4 separate regions of the Mus musculus genome follow, and regions 2, 3 and 4 are each linked to region 1. Evidence: chromatin contacts called from public capture Hi-C and promoter capture Hi-C data. All regions are on one chromosome and are shown on one strand. Each heading gives the region's core, a stretch centred on a gene start, on an enhancer-like site or on the middle of the called end of the contact. The rest is flanking DNA. Distances are from core to core; before and after follow the strand shown.

Region 1 (2,582 bases), core at 38-2,537:
TCTCTTTCCTATTACCTCCATTCCAGCCTTTAATTTTTCAGTCTTTCCTTCTCTAAGTCTGCTTTATTTTCATCTCTCTTAAACAGGATATCTAAAATTGCCATCATTACTGAAAGTGTAATTATTTGTATGCTGATGATCGTATCAAAATTATATGGAATCCAGATGCCCTGTGTTGTTGTGTTTTCCATTTCTTAACACAGAATTTTTTTCTTTTTCAATCTCTAACTCTCTCCTTCCCAAAGAGATTTTATTTTATTAATTTTTAAATTATTTTTTTCTTTTCTTTCTTTAGCACTGAAGCATAATTCCAAATATTTTTTTTACCTGTTCAAGGGCTTCTGTCTGGGCTTAGATAGGTATCTTCCGCGTGTTGTCTCTGTTGAGCTGTTCGGCGGCTTGCACCTCCCACTGAGGGTAACCCTGTTCCAGACATTCAGCTCCCAGTCAAGCCCGCTGTTGGCCCCGCCCCAGCCCTTAAGCCCACAAGGAATAGTTGGACCCCCTGTTCAGCTCAGTCTAACAGTTTACTGGAAGAGCCGAGGCTTCTGGGCTTTGGAGTGCAGGGACCTGATCTGTTCGCTTTGCCAGTAGCTCACAGAGTGTGTAGGATGGGGTGCCTGCCTGTCCTGGGCCCACATGTGTAAGCCCCCGGGGCTGCTTGCTCAGACCTCTGTTAGCACCAAGACTCTCACTGGAGTAGTGTGGGCTGACTTCAGCCTTTCCACTGTTGAAGCTATGAGCAGAGACGAAGCCTGCCACGCAACATAGTCAGATTGTGCGTGTGGCTGTGCCTTGGGGATGGGGTGGGTGGTGGCTGTGGTGTGCTAAGTGTGGCTAAGTATGTGCATGCACCCCGAGTGGCCTGGCTCCCAGGTGTCTGTCTAAAGCTGCTCTGACCTTCTCTGCCCCGAGGCTCTGATAGTGGATCTGGTTTTTCTGCTCAGTGAGGGCTTCTTAAAGAAGCACTCGGCCTCTGGCGGTCTCCTGCTTCTTCCCTGCTCTTTGGCTAGGAAGCCGCCTTCACCCAGGACTTTCCCCAGGCTCTAAGCTTGGATTTTCTTCCGCACATTGAGCACCAAACGCAACTGTGGGTCTTTCTCTATGTCCACCTCAGTTCCCAAATAATGGCATAAAGGCTCATATTTACTTACAATACTTTTGGTCTTAGCTTAGGCTTGCTCCTAACTAGCTCGTAACTCCATTAGCCCATTTATACTAAGTTCTGCCTAGTTACCTCCTCGGTTACATACGTCCAACTTTCTCCGCATCACAGTAGCAAATCTCCCGCCCGTCTCTCTTTCCCAGAGTTCCCCTCTCTGTCCGGAAGTCCCACCTTACTATTCTTAGTCTGCCTTTTGCTATAGGCCATAGGCTTTTTATTTTAACCAATCGGAAGGTGCCTTAGGCAGGCAAGGAAGGACAGAGACACATCTTCACACAGTGTACAAAACAACACTCCAACAAGACAGGGTGGTGCATGCCTTTAATCCGGGCACTCCTGTGACAGAGGTAGGTGAATCTCTGTGAGTTGCCCGCCAACTTGGTCTACATAGCGAGATCTAGGACAGCCAGGATTATGAGGTGAGACCCTGTCTCATCCCATATCTTAAATAAGCCAGCCCCGCCACAAAACCTCTGACCTACAATGTGTCCTGCTTGCAAGATGTGCTGGGGTAATGGCGGTACTGAATTTGTGAGAGTAGAAAGCAATGTCTGATTTAACTTGAGGCTTACCTACTCCGTGAGCGGGCGGGCGCCCTTGCCTGACACTTCTTGGAAGGCCAGAAAATGGAAACTGAATAGTCCAGAGATCTAGAGTAGAACCAAACACGACTAGTCTTTTTTTAAAAAATGATTCCTAATGATATTTTACTGTGATTAGAGATTAGTGACTTGTCCCGTTGTCATCAGAGAGGCTTCCTCCAGCAGTACATGGGAGCAAATGCAGAGATCCACAGTTAAGACTTTATGTGGAGAGAGTCTAAACTGGAGTCCGCCGGAGCTCCGGAAATTCCATGTAAGAGGTGGCGGAAAGACCTTGGGAGTCAGAGGGGCTAAAGGACACCAGGAGAATATGACCCACCAAATCAACTAAGCAGGACACATATGGTTTACAGAAACTAAAGCAAGCACCGGACCTACAGAAATCTGTATCCGGTCCTCTGCATATATGTTGTGGCGGTTAGCTTGTTGTTCTTGTGGAACTCCTAACTGTGGGAGTGGGTGTGTCTTTGACACTTTGGACTGCACTTAGGACAATTTATTTTTCCCCTCTTAGGTTGCCTTGTCTAGACTCGGTTGAGGGCTTTTTCTTTGTCCTATGGTATTTTCTTTTTGTGTGTACAATTGGTTGTGGTCTCTTGGAAGCCTGCTCTTTTAAGAAGGGATGTTGAGGGGGAGTGGATCCAGAGGGGAGGGGAGTGGGGTAGATGGTAGGCATGGTGGGAAGAGAAATGTTGGTGGGATATAGTGTATGAGAGAAGAATCTATTTTTAATGAAAAGAAGAAGAACCCAACTCGCGGGATTAGTTCCGTCCAGATCCTCATTCTCTTTATAATCCTGCTACTTAATGCCTTCG
Region 2 (2,582 bases), core at 29-2,528, 370 kb before region 1:
AGGAAGTAAAGAGGGAGAAACTTGCCCGTGCCTCAGCCCGCAGGCAGGGGTGGTTCTGCACAACTGCCCGGGAAGGTGCTATCTACTCTTAGCTCAGGGGACATTCTGTGTTTTTTCACAGAAAGTTTGCAGATACTATTATCTGCCCTTGATGTTGTGTCAGCTGTCATTTCAAAAGGTCGGAAGTCTCTCCTCCAGGAGGGAGCGGAACTTTGGCTTATGACTCAGTGTCAGTCCCCAACATCTCTCAAAAGGTCCGAAGTTTCTCACGAAGGAAGGGGAGCTTTGGCTTATGGCTCAATGCCGGTCTCCAACACAGAGAGAGAAGAGAAGGAACAGAAGGAAGAGAGAAAGAGACCAAAATGTCTGGATCACATAGGGAAGAACCTCTGGGAAAAAGGCAGCCCAGCCCCTGGGCTGGAAAGTTCAGGGTGGGAGGCAGGGTATGTCAGGTAGGGACTGGGGGATGCTGGGAGATCCCTGAAGTCAGGTCTGCTTTGATATGCAAACTATGCACCTTGTCCCGGTCCCAAACCAAAAGGGAGAGAACTAACTCTGGCGTGAGAGGGCATGTGCCGCATATCACACACACACACACACACACACACACACACACACACACACACACACACACACACAAAACCATGCACGCTCGCACACGATAGATAATACATACACCAATATCTGAAAAGAGAAAAGGTTCTAGTGGTCAGGACAGAGAATGAAAACGGCAGGAAGGCAAGAAAGTTTGAGAACGTAGGGGGTGGGGTAGGGAGACACTACGAGTGGAATAAGCCACGTTTGGAGAACGTCTAGGCAGATACAGAAATGCAGAACACAGAGAGACCGAGACCAGAGCAGCGTCAGACCGGCTGCAAGGCTCTTGTTAGGGGCTTTAGAAACACCTGTGTGCTCTCCCGGAAGCCTGGTGCAGTCAGAGAGGAAGCTTGCTTCCCAGACAGAGATGACACAGTTTCACAACCTGTCAGACCACCTTGCAGGAGAGACTGAACCCCAGCAACCAGAACCACTTGGCTATGCATGTCCTTTTCTGTTTAAACCTAAGTCTCTGAAGACCGACCAGGGGAGTCCCTGGACTTCTTTGTTCCTCTTCTCGGGGTGGCGGGACTGATTGTGTAAATCTCTTATCTCCAACTTTCACTCTTATCTGTCTCTTTAATCGGCATATTGAGGATGAGTGGCCAAGCTTATTGGTGTTGCTGGGTCAGACAATTTAAAGGCAGTCTAGGGGAGAAGCAGACCCAGGGAGTCAGAGAGGCAGAGAGAGAAGAGAGCCCTTCCTCCACTCTCAAGCTCTGGAGGGGGTCTCTGCCCTCACCCTCATCCCTCCCCAGAATCCTTAAATCCTCTAGACTGTAGCTCTGATTTTACAGCTGTCACAGACTCGTCCTACTAGCCAGAGGTTGGCTCAGGTAAGCACCACTGGGGAGGTAGCCTAGGGTGCGCTGGGGTGGGTCCAGAGGAAGAGCTGCCCAGAACTGTGGGGGAAGGAGCGGGACCGACCATCAACAGGGGGACTTTTCAGGGAGAATGAGAGCAATCCTCTGGAGGCCTGGGAGAGGCTGCTGAGTTGCTGGTGCGCGAGTCACCAACTTTTCCTGCGCTCTCGGTGTCCGGCCAGAATCCCGAAGTGGCAGCTGAGCACGGGGTGGCAGCTTCGTCCGCCGGCTCTCAAGGCGTCCCGGTAACTTCCTTTCCCGCAGTCCAGGAGCAGATGGGGCGGCTCCGAGTGCTGCTGCTGTGGCTAGCCTGGTGGCTGTCGCAGGCGGGCATAGCTCACGGTGCGGGCTCGGTGCGCCTGGCAGGCGGCCTGACGCTGGGCGGCCTCTTCCCGGTGCACGCCCGGGGCGCCGCAGGGCGTGCGTGCGGGACGCTGAAGAAGGAGCAGGGAGTGCACCGGCTGGAGGCGATGCTCTACGCGCTGGACCGCATCAACGCCGACCCGGAGCTCCTGCCCGGTGTGCGACTAGGCGCGCGGCTGCTCGACACCTGCTCGCGGGACACCTACGCTCTGGAGCAGGCGCTGAGCTTCGTGCAGGCGCTCATCCGAGGCCGCGGAGACGGCGAAGAGGCCAGCGTGCGCTGCCCTGGGGGCGTCCCCCCGCTGCGCGCCGCGCCTCCTGAACGCGTCGTGGCGGTGGTGGGCGCCTCAGCTAGCTCCGTGTCCATCATGGTCGCCAATGTCTTGCGCCTGTTTGCGGTGAGGGCGGGCGTCTGTCACCCGTCGTCCCTCCCAGGTGGTCGATACCTTTACTAACTTCTGGAAGAATCTGTTTCAATCTCTCCCAATCATCCAGATTAAAAAGGTTTTGTCCACAGAGGCAGATCAATTTTCCCAGCTTGGTTGGTCTGGCATCTTTGTGTGAAGGGTACCCCTTTCTCCAGAAGTCTGTGTCCTGACAAGGTTGGCTAAGGGCAGATTGAACCTAGACCCACTTGTCCACCCATTCAGGTTCTGCTGACACCTTGTTCAATCTTGCAAGGTGCTTCCTCTCGTGAGCACCTGTAGGTGACAAAGATATTTAGATTTCAGGGGAACTAGGCCCTTCTTTAGAAGTCCT
Region 3 (2,582 bases), core at 27-2,526, 330 kb before region 1:
CTCACTAGGAGGAGATGTGTGGTGGGAGGGAGCAGCTGGGGTCTTTGGGGGTGGCTGGAAAGGAAGCTTCTGGTTAGAGCAATGAATGAAGTCAAGGACACAACTGGGGATACAGGGGGACAACACTGGACAGTGATGACTCACCTGGACCAGGGCCGGGAGCTGGCTGACAGCCATTCCTTTTCTCTGGTGAGCTGAGGAGCATTGAGTAGGAAGGAGGCAGGGGAGGAGCTTTACAATTGCTGGGGTTCTCTGGCTAGAAGCATCTGCACTCCTGTAATGAGAGGGCCGGGTCAAAGGTCACAGGGATGCGCCTCACCATTCACATCCTGGCTCACTTTGTTCTTTTGCTCCCAGTGCATACTCCCTCTGAAGGTAGCTGTCCTCACCCAATCTGTAAAGTGACTTCTCCCCATGCCAGCTCTCCTTCGCATCTTTCCTTTAGTCAGATCCTGCATGCCTTCCCGTTTGTGTGGCTTTGGCTTTCCCCTGCAGAAAGCTTGCCCGGCCCAGTCCTCAAACTCTACCCATTCTCTGTCCCTTCCCCTGCAGCTATGCTTTGGCGTCTTAAGACAGCCTTTCCTCCTGGGACAGCTCTATCCCAACTAGAGGGAAGGAGGAGGCAAAGAGGTGACTTTTTCCTGAAAGGGAAGGGGAGTTAAACCGGCCAGATCTCTCTCTCTCTCTCTCTCTCTCTCTCTCTCTCTCTCTCTCTCTCTCTCTCTGTGTGTGTGTGTGTGGGGGGGGGGCTGTTTCGTGTTTCGGATGGGACAGTGTAGGGAGCGGGTTTCCGGGAGAAGAAATCATTCACATAAGTCACCCTCCACAGTTTCGTCAAGTGCAGGGGCTGCAGTGAAGGTGTCCCTTTCTCAAGTTCCTCAGAGAGAACTTGGAGCCACGCCGGGAATATAACCAGCAGCTGTATGCAACTGTATTTGTGAGTTTGCAGCAAGATGAGCTAGAGGTCCTGACCAACCCTTCTCAACGTGCAATCAGGTTCGGATCCCTTAGCTCGACTACAAAACAGTTCTGCTGGTCCCTTCCATGTGTGGAATCAAATCTCAGTACATGCGCTTCAAAGTTAAGGACGTGGGATCCACGCCTTTCAAAACGGACCACAACCCACCCTTAGTCTACGTACCCTCTGTTCTCAACTCCCAGACCTGACCTTCAGTCTCTGGACACTGCAGATCACCGTGGGGCTTCCCTTAGAAGCTTGTCCACTGCAGAGCATAGCCTCGACAGAGTAGTCAGGACACAATGAGCTGGAGCCTGCTGCTTGACGCGGAGCCGCGCCTGCGCGTTTGTCCAGGAGCCGGGAAGCCTAATTCCCACAAATCTCTCTGCTGCAGCGCTTAGATTTTTGGACTCCTTTTCTCAGAGGGAGACCAGGAGCAAAAAGCGATAAAGCGCGCCTGCGCCTAGTCACTTTGTGGCCGAAACTACAATTCCCAGAAGGCTCTGCGGTGCACTAGCCTATCGCTGGGCAGACAAGTGGTCTAGTCTTGTGGAGACCAGCAGTGAAAAAAGGTCCAGGATGCTGTTATCAAGGTTACTAGACTCTAGGATCTGCAAGCAAAGCCAGAGAACATCCAGGAACGTCGTAATAGCGCCTAACGACAGAGAAAGGTCTTGAAAGACAGTCAGTACCAAGCTCTCAAAAATGCTACAGCCTCTGTTGGAGCTGGACTGGAGAGGCATGATAGACCTTGAGTGCAGTGAGGGTTTGGGTAGCAGGATTACCGGAGGGGGGTGCGGGGGGGGGGAAGGACGATGGCCCTGGAAGTCTCTGCAGAGTAAACAAGTGTCTCTGGGAGCACGGGATAGTATATAGAGAAGCTTGGATTTACTTCTGGTGACTGTATTTTGCTGGGGCCTGTGAGTATCGAGTAATGTACCAGAATCTTTCCCTGAAGATGTCTAGTTGCCTTTGGATATGTAGTAAGTATTCATGGAGGAACTTTCTTATTGGGAGAAAAGTGAAACAAATTCAATTAAAAAAATATGATTTGAGATTGACACTTCTGGGATTGCTGGCCACCCTTTAGGATACAATGTCAGTGGCTCTGTCCTGGGCTTTAAAGATGTCATTCTCTCACTTAGGGCACACACATATAGGTTAAGGCATAGAGCAGAGAGTGTTGAAACAGAGTGACTCCTGCACTGCAGTTTTTGTGTGACTAGGGAAGGTGGTCCATCAAACAGAAAATATTCATTAGGAGTGAATGAAAGGACAGGAATGCTGAGTTAGGGGTTTCAGAGTGAGAAGGGGCAGGGTGTTTGGGAGATTTTACTGTCCCAGGAAGAGCTCCCCACAAAGAATTTGGCTTAGGATATTTGATGCTTAGCAAGACCAGCATGTTCACCAGGAACAAGGAAAGAAAAAAGGGCTCAAGATGACATTGTGTGTGACTCTGAGGTTCTGACCCCATGGTAAAAATGTGGATTTATTTTGTGTGTGAAAGGAAAGCAATGGAAGTTCCAAGTGGACAGATGAACTTATCTGTGCAGACTATGGTCAGTTCTGGGCAGGACAGATTCAGGGTGAAAACTAGGGATGGTCGTAGGACAGTGACTTAGCA
Region 4 (2,582 bases), core at 61-2,560, 300 kb before region 1:
AAATGTAGGTTTATATGACTATAGCAATATGCAACTTTTCTGTAGATTCATCTGTTTGTACAACAGATGCAAAAGTTAGGAATAAAATGGGCTGGAGTTTAGCATAAGGATATTATTTGAAGGAGGGTCTTCTCACTAAGTAGCCTTGGCTGGCCCAGACTCTGTGGAGCAGGTGGCCTCAAACTCATCCCCCTGCCTCTGTGGGATTCAAGGCACACACTACCACACCTAGCTTGCACCTCTCCAAAGCTTAAGAGGCTACTAGCAGCACTTCCAGTTGATGTGGGGCGTCAGTCACTCTTAACACCGCAACCATCTTTAGAAACTGCTACTTTTCTGGAAAGAATAAGACAGGAGATGCCCAAAGGTCTAATTATAACGTTGACCTAGAAATTTCACTACAAGGTTTTGTGGAAAGAGGCAATACAAAGAATGACATAACTGTACCATGTCCAATATTAAAATAAAAACAAAACACAACAAAAACAAAAAAGCCCAAAAGTCCAAAGGGAACCATTCGTGAAAATGACAGCTTTAACTGCTCTTAAAAATTAGTGTCTTAAGGCTATTCTCATCTCCATTGGGTGGTGGTTTAGATGCACTTCAAGCATCTTACAAAATGCCTTTTGTAACTCCATTTTTAAAGGTGAATGGAGGAAAGGCACTAACATCTTTTTTTTTTTTTTTGGAAGCAAAAGGTTTCTATTTATACATATAACACAATACATGGACTTTAGGACAAATTTCGAATGATTTCGCTCGTACATTTTTCTAGTTGACCAATAATGAACTTAAAGAAAGGGTGGGCACGTTCTTGCTTATTCAGGACTCATTTTACAAGCTCCTCCTTCGCAGGCAGAGGGCGGGTCCCCAGCAGCGGTGCACACAATGGCCAGAGCCCCGGACTGTGGTCCCGTGCCCTGCCAAGCTTCAGAGAGCGGGTCTACCACGCATTCATAGTGCATACCGAACCAGAGCTGCTCGGCCAGGTAGAGCTGGAGAGCAGTCGGGCGCGAATGACCCCGGGGTACGGGGGGATACCGAGCTGGGGGGTCTCGGTTAGGGTGTCCTGCGGCCTGGCGCGCGCGTGAGCTGCGCACCTGCGACTTCGTGCTCCTTGCGGACGAAGGATCACCTTTCTGTCTGGCCGGCTCTGCTCTTTTGGCACCAGAGCCCCGGGCTCCCAGTGGGAACGCCTCCGCCTCCCCGCCCGTGGACCACCCGCCCGAGGAAGCGCACTCACCACAGTCACTGAAGAAGCCAGAGGCTGGCGGCACAGGCAGCCGCACTGGGCGCGCGGGACTACATTTCCCACAAGACCATGAGCCCTCGACAGGGCTTCCAGTTGCGCAGGCGCAACCGCAGGGCTGCGGGCCAGCGATTGCTCCCCTAGTGCTCAGGCAAGGTTTGCCACCTTAAGCTTATTTTCTTAAAGAAACTGGTTCTAGAACCTTTTCCTTTCCTAAATTAAGAGAACCTTGGACACCCCCTTGCATGAGGTTAGGATGAGAGGTAAGCTACTAATGTAATGTAGATACTTCACGGCGCTCTGTGACCAGGTAGTAAATGATGCACTGGCTGGGTGAATTGTTACTGTGGAAAACCAGCCACCTCTGTGAGTGAAACTCGTGGGTGCTAAGGTAGTTTCGGCTGCATCCACGGCTTTGGAACTTGGAGAATATCTTAGGATAATTTCCATCCTATCTTAGGATAGAAAGATAGGTTACAAACTGTAATATTGGGTTCTTGTCTGGCCGCTTGTTTTTTAACGTTTTTTCTTTAAAATCTGACATCATGATACTTGAATACAGTGCACTGTGATCACATTCACCCCCAGCGACCCTCATTCATGTGCCCTTCTTTCACTGACCTCCATCCTTCCCAACTAGTCCTTCTTCTATACTTTTGGTCCTTTCCCCCTCGCTTCAGCCTGTAAAACTTCTATTCCATGCAACAAAGACTATGTTCCGAACCAAATGTCGGACGGGCATCTGGAGGCCACTTTTTGACGAGGCTCAAAAATCCTATTAGCCAAACGTGCGTGCCCAAATTCCTTTTATCCCACACCTTCCGCTTTTATCCCACACCTTCCGTCTTAGGTCTTTGACATTGTGTTTCTGCTCTGATGGGAGGATCTCCTGGGACTCGGAAGCTCAGGAACCACACAGCTCTGAGGTGGGACAATGTCCCAAAAGAAGGGCACCCTGAGACATGGGAGCTGAGGAACTAGATAGCTCTAAGAGGAAGCCTCCTCAGCAGAGGCGATGCAGCTACCAGGGCATGGCGTCCTCAGCGGAGCTCAGGAGCCTCAGTCCCTCTCCTTCTCATCGTTTCTTCTCTTCATTGCTTCTTTTCTTCTTCACTTCTGACCAGGCATAAGAATCTCATGAAAGAGATTTATTGGATGGACCAGGGTGTGAAGGGATGAATCCAGGGATGGCTGCTCTCTATCCTAGGGAACAGACAACAGGGAATTAGACAAAGTGGCAGTGCTTATATAGGATCTCTTAGGGGGCGGGGCTTTCCAGGGCAGAGATTTCCAGAGTGATGATTGGTGGGATTTCAAGTCCTGAATTTGGGGA

The links. Promoter capture Hi-C pulls out the DNA fragments that hold promoters and counts their contacts. Capture Hi-C pulls out chosen DNA fragments and counts their contacts.
Region 2: a promoter capture Hi-C map of embryonic stem cells shows a contact between it and region 1, with 4 times the contacts expected there. The contact joins the promoter of Grm6 here to the promoter of Platr20 in region 1. A contact is called at or near these places in 7 of 39 promoter capture datasets (cranial neural crest, embryonic stem cells, hippocampal neurons and 3 more).
Region 3: a contact with region 1 is called in a capture Hi-C map of embryonic stem cells, with 3 times the contacts expected there. The contact joins the promoter of Zfp454 here to the promoter of Platr20 in region 1. A contact is called at or near these places in 1 of 39 promoter capture datasets (cranial neural crest), 1 of 115 datasets of contacts at active chromatin or transcription factors (embryonic stem cells) and 1 of 9 other capture datasets (embryonic stem cells).
Region 4: a contact with region 1 is called in a capture Hi-C map of embryonic stem cells, with 3 times the contacts expected there. The contact joins the promoter of Zfp2 here to the promoter of Platr20 in region 1. A contact is called at or near these places in 2 of 39 promoter capture datasets (cranial neural crest and embryonic stem cells), 3 of 115 datasets of contacts at active chromatin or transcription factors (embryonic stem cells and stem cell-derived neural progenitor cells) and 2 of 9 other capture datasets (adipose tissue and embryonic stem cells).

The regions. Positions count from the first base shown.
Region 1 is chr11:51,219,131-51,221,712 of GRCm38.p6, forward strand. Platr20 (pluripotency associated transcript 20) reads right to left here and starts at 1,288. Exons shown (of 5, transcript NR_110444.1): 1 at 1,238-1,288; 2 at 328-423. Gm12569 (predicted gene 12569) reads left to right here and starts at 1,441. Exons shown (of 6, transcript NM_001378502.1): 1 at 1,441-1,512.
Region 2 is chr11:50,849,407-50,851,988 of GRCm38.p6, forward strand. Grm6 (glutamate receptor, metabotropic 6) reads left to right here and starts at 1,279. Exons shown (of 11, transcript NM_173372.2): 1 at 1,279-1,433; 2 at 1,725-2,221. The coding sequence starts at 1,736.
Region 3 is chr11:50,886,225-50,888,806 of GRCm38.p6, forward strand. Zfp454 (zinc finger protein 454) reads right to left here and starts at 1,277. Exons shown (of 6, transcript NM_172794.3): 1 at 1,142-1,277; 2 at 145-274. The coding sequence starts at 177.
Region 4 is chr11:50,914,866-50,917,447 of GRCm38.p6, forward strand. Zfp2 (zinc finger protein 2) reads right to left here and starts at 1,311. Exons shown (of 6, transcript NM_001044698.2): 1 at 1,244-1,311.